Regions from separate parts of the Macaca mulatta genome. Here region 1 is linked to region 2. A link is a contact called in public Hi-C data. All regions are on one chromosome and are shown on one strand. The core of a region is the stretch at or near the end of the contact, and the rest is flanking DNA. Distances in the headings are between cores, read along the strand shown.

Evidence for each region. A called contact is a pair of places that touch in the nucleus more often than the background predicts.
Region 1: a contact with region 2 is called in a Hi-C map of fetal cortex germinal zone, with 7 times the contacts expected there. The contact joins the promoter of GLUL here to the promoter of CACNA1E in region 2. A contact is called at or near these places in 2 of 14 Hi-C or Micro-C datasets (fetal cortex germinal zone and fetal cortical plate).

The regions. Positions count from the first base shown.
Region 1 is chr1:39,839,506-39,842,205 of T2T-MMU8v2.0, forward strand. It overlaps GLUL (glutamate-ammonia ligase), which reads right to left and starts at 1,288. Exons shown (of 6, transcript NM_001266013.2): 1 at 1,106-1,288. The coding sequence starts at 1,271.
Region 2 is chr1:38,899,578-38,902,277 of T2T-MMU8v2.0, forward strand. It overlaps CACNA1E (calcium voltage-gated channel subunit alpha1 E), which reads left to right and starts at 1,270. Exons shown (of 46, transcript XM_077986562.1): 1 at 1,270-2,341. The coding sequence starts at 2,076.

The sequences.
Region 1 (2,700 bases), core at 38-2,537, 940 kb after region 2:
GCACCTGTACCTGATCCTACAGCCCTTCCTATCTGAGTTCCAAGTAAGACCACTGTACCACTTCCTTAAATACATCAGACACTCCCTTCCCAAATGTCTTCCAGGAGACAAACTGAAGCATTCTGTTACCATTACCAGCCTATCAGTCACTTAAAATACTGAGATAGTGAAGGATTCTGATTCTTCCATTAGGCAATGTGTCGCTTCCTTCTTCTCATGCCCCCAGTGTATTCTGGCAAGTAATGTCCTTATTTTATAGATGAGGGAACAGACAATCCTAGAAAGATGACTTACTCAAGGATGTTCCCTTATTACCTATCCACCTTTCCCACTGTTTTAAAGACTGCTTTGTCTCTCTAGCTGACTGAGTTCTCTGAAGGCAGAGACCAGACTCTCACTTTGTATCTTCAGTGTCTGTGAACTATCTGCCACATAACAAGTACACAATATAGGCTTTGTATTATGATCATTCACTTATTCAAAAAGCTATCCTAAATTAGGTAGGAGGTGATACTTGGCCCCTTTCTGGAAGAGGGAAGACTATGGCTTGTTTTAGACTGAAAAATGAAGGTCACAACTATAATCTAACTGTAGCTCCTAGAGGGATAAGCAATTAAGACAGTTTAAGAATTTCCAAAAGTGCCATCAACTAAAAATCAGTCCTATTTGAAAACCATTTTAGAGCATTTGCTTCACATCTAGAAGCCCAGTGATGTGAGTATTAAGCACAGTTTTCTAAGAGTTTGTAAACTAGATGGCATTCTCAGGTTAGAGCAGTGGTTTTCTGAGGGTGCCTTAGAGTCAGGTAAGTGGGGATGCCCAGGTCGGCAGTCTCTAAGCCCCATGCCAACTCTCCATAAACCAGACGTAGTTTTTCTTCAATACACTGGCCTACATGCACAATTCCATTTAAATAAAGGGTTCCATTGTTGCTCTGCTTTGAGGCAGTGTAGGAGCTTAATGTTGACTGAATGAAGTCTGGAAAGCCCTGCCTTAGAAAAGCTTTACAAACAGAATAAAGAGGCCTAATCCAGAGGCTGAGTCAAAGGCCCACTCCTCTGCAGATCCCACCCAGCGTGTGCTCCACTCCACATTGCTGTCTCACCTTCCACACACTTGGGCTCACTGTCCAGGGTCCGGGTCTTGCAGCGCAGTCCTTCTCCAGTACCATCGATCCAGATATACATGGCCTGGACTTTCTCACCCTGAGGCAGGGACATGTACACCTGCTTGATGCCTTTATTTAAGTGGGAACTTGCTGAGGTGGTCATGGTGGAAGGTGTTCTGGAGAGAGAGAAAAAATAACATTGTTAACGCCCACTCCAAACTGATCTCCTACAAAAATGGCTTCAGAGGGACAACTGAATCAAAAGTTGTGAATCAAGGTATAAGTGCCAACTCCTTCCCCTGTGGAAGTCAACGCACAGAAAGTTATGTTTACTCACTCTTTCAGGGGGATTAGTTTTATAGTAGGCGAAAATCTCCTTTATAATAGACTGTAAAACTGATCACCACCTTTTGAAGCAATTAACACAGATGCCTGCTAAAGAAAAGATCAGGCCCTTGGTAGTAACTCAATGCCTCTTGCATCTCTGAGCTCAAAGGCTTAAGTTCCACAGCTACTGCAGATCCCAGGCTTCCAAGTTGGAACTTACACTTCTGAGGACTGTCTATTCCTTCAGTGTAGCTGAGGTAACACTAAACTATCCAAATACTAATCTATCAGAGGAAACAAACCAAACCAATACACAAATTTACAAAACATAGAACTTCTTCCAATACAAGTAAAATCCAGCCATAGAACAGGCTTGGCTTCCAAGGTTTCTGTTTTTCTCTTTGCCTTTCATCCTAGCTGTGGTCTTAACTGAAACCCACAGCCACTCCCCACCAAAAGAAAACCCACTACACATTTAGATTTGAGGATGAAACAAGGTTACAATATTTTTTTTTTTTAAAGGCTAGCAGTTTCCTACAACAAAAGCTGATTCAAACCAGATTCTAAGGGGCATGCTGCCATACTTTCCATAGGTCTCACGCAAAGTTTCACTTAAGATAGTGAGCAAGAATCACAACATTATGGAATTCCACAAGAAGACTTCAAGTAATTAGGAAACTTCCACTTCGAAATCAAAAAGATCTGGAATTTTAAAAGCCATGAGGCATACTAATAACTGCCAACCACTACCACAAAACCTCTGAAAGAACAGAAATTCTGAAGCCACAACAGCCGAAGAGGAAACGTTCCTCCCTCCGTGGCCCAGCATGGCTAGAAAGGGAACACATTGTTCTCCTCCAACGACTAGGGCAACGTTCTGAAGCACAGTGGCAAAGTTTCTATGGGCAACCGTCCATGTTTGCCCAGCTGAAAACATAACTGCTTCTCCCTCTGACAGCCTCACCACCCTTCCCCTTGGGGAAGACCAACACCCCAATATTGCCTCTAGAAGATTCAGTCGGCCAAATCCTACTTCCCACCTCCGTCCCAGAACCCTTCAGCTCCCGCTAAAAACTACAACCCACCTAGGCGGGAGGATCACCTGAGGTACGGAGTTCGAGACCAGTCTGGCCAACATGGTGAAACCCAGTCTCTCTTAAAAATACAAAAATTAGCCGGGCCTGGTGGTGCCCGCCTGTAATCCCAGCTACTCGGGAAGCTGACACAGGAGAATCGCCTGAACCCTAGAGGTAGAGGTTGCAGTA
Region 2 (2,700 bases), core at 20-2,519:
CAGGAAAACGCAGAGGACGGTGTGCCCCAGCTAGTGTGGACATGGGAGGGGACGGCTGGTCCCTGTCCTCAGTTCAAACCGCCAGTCACCTGTGGGGAAGGGCTTGGCGGCTAAACAGGAGCTCTTTCCCTAGGGCTTGGAGTCCACCTTTCCCACTTCTGCAGCTCAGATACCAATTCTATTTTTTTTCCCTACATTAATGGGGTGGGTTTGAGAAAGGCCGTGGAGCTTATTTGGGAGTAAAGGATAGGGGGCTGGAGGATCCTTTTGATTATTCGCATTTTGAGAAGGGTAGTTTTAGCCCATAACTCACCCTGGAGGGCCCTTCCAGGAGAGGTGGGGCAGGGCTCTCCTACAGCGGAACCAGGAGGCCGCCCCGTGAGGGCAGAAGCTCCCGCTAGGAGCCAGCACCAACAGCAGAGTGTGGAACCCCCAGAGGTCCTAGCCTTCCCCACGGGGCCTCCCAGATGCTAAGTGGGGAGATGGGGAGAGGGTGTTGCCCAATCCTTGGAAATCCTTGGCAGTGTTCGTGGAGCATGGGAGGTGCGGAGGAGCGGCGACGCTGCCATGGCGCTAGGCGCGCAAAGGCCCCGACTCCTCACTAGGGCGGCGGCGGGCCTGTGGCAACGCGCCAGGCACCGAACAGGGCACAGCACTGGGGACACCTCTCTGCAGGGACCCAAGGCGCGCGTGCGTGTGCGCCTCACGCCAGGCCCTGGCTCTCTTGCGGAGACTCCGCCGCGTCGCCTGCTGCGCCTGCCTCTCTCTTCTCGGCATTACTTGGGGGAAAGGGGACTCTTCACTGGACCTTTGCAGAGGTGGCTGCTACCTTTTGGCCACATAAATCAAGAAGGCAAGCCAGCCTCACCTCCCAGGAACCTCCAGCCTTCCGGCTGCGTCCCCGCCCCTCCCGCCTCACCAGCTCCTCCCCCGCTTCTCCCGGCGCTCGCGCGCGCCTCGCTGCGCCTCTGCGCTCCGCTCGCTCTCCCCTGCCTCGCCTCCCCCCTCTCCTTCCGCATCTTCTCTAGTGCTCCGCCGAGGGCGCTGCCTGGGTGGAAGAGGAAGACCCAGCCGTTAGTGAGGAAGTTCGGTCTGTGGACAAGTGTGGTGCCAGGCCGCCGCGAGGCTCGGCTGCAACCTGTTCCTCGCCCGCCGGTGCTCGCCGCCCGCCCGCTCGCGCTCCCGCCCTCTCGGCGGCGCAGCCGCGGATCGCTGTTGCATGCTGATCCGGGGAGGCGGCGGTGGCGAGCGCTCCGGGCGGATGCTGGCACTCAGGCTTCGCTGCTCTCTGGATGCTGCTCAACTTCTAGCCCAAGCGCAGGAGCTTTGAAGTCATTTGTCCCTCTTCGCTTGGATCGACTTCTTATTTTGAGATTTTGGGCATTGCGGTTTACGCAGGAACCTCAGTATCGCTCTCCCCACCTCCCTCCCTCTTTCTCCAACCTTTGGATGCGTCTCTGCTGGCAGATATAAAGACCCAAGTCTTCGCGGTGGAATTTCTTAGATGGACTCGTGGGGACTGGCGTTATAAAGCATGTCACCGTAACCCCGTCCTCATCTTTATTTTTTTCAAAAAAGTTCTTTTGTTTTCAATTTCCCCTCCTTCCCACCCCTTCCCCCAACCAATAAATCACCAAACTGTTACCTAGCGGGCCGGTGCCTGCCTCTCTCCCTGAACTAGGTGGTGCGTCTGCCAGAAGAGGAGCTATGTTTGAAGAGCAGCCTACTCCACCCCTCTCCTCTCTGGTCCCTGAACACCACCACACACTGGCATTTTGAAAAAAATATTTTCCTCCAGGAACTGAGCACCCCCAAGCCCTACCCCCCGTTTTTTTTTTTTTTTTTTCCTTCTTGAGGAATGGAGCTTCGCAGAGGTTGCGTTTAGATTCAACAGTTCACAGCGGCGGGCTGCTGCTGCCGCCTCTCCGAAGAGCTCGCGGAGCTCCCCAGAGGTGGTGGTCCCGGTGCCTGTCTGGATGCGGCTCTGAGTCTCCGTGTGTCTTTCTGCTTGTTGCTGTGTGCGGGTGTTCGGCCGCGATCACCTTTGTGTGTCTTCTGTCTGTTTAAACTTCAGGATGGCTCGCTTCGGGGAGGCGGTGGTCGCCAGGCCGGGGTCCGGCGATGGAGACTCGGACCAGAGCAGGAACCGGCAAGGAACCCCCGTGCCGGCCTCGGGGCAGGCGGCCGCCTACAAGCAGACGAAAGCGCAGAGGGCGCGGACTATGGCTTTGTACAACCCCATTCCCGTCCGGCAGAACTGTTTCACCGTCAACAGATCCCTGTTCATCTTCGGAGAAGATAACATTGTCAGGAAATATGCCAAGAAGCTCATCGATTGGCCATATCCTTTCTTGCCCACCATAACTCCCTCTCTCTCTTTGCATTTCTTTGGGTGAAGGGGGGTACCTAGCATGGAATGTATCCCCCCACCCCCTTCCTGGTGCCAATTTGCCCCTTTGCTGAAGCGCACTCTTCAGTGCATCTAAGGGGCAAGCTTGGTGCTGTGGAGACCGGTTTGGGCACTAGTGTTTTTCAAGGTAAGACTTTTGGTTTTTTATTTTTCCTATGTGGAAATCTCTAGTGTCCCTGGGTGCGTCCCTTTCTGGGCTGGGCTTTGTCTGATTCCCAGCCTTCTCCCCACCCCTACTCCCTTCACATGCCGCCCTCTACATAGATTGGGTTGCCCCAATGCTTCCTTTC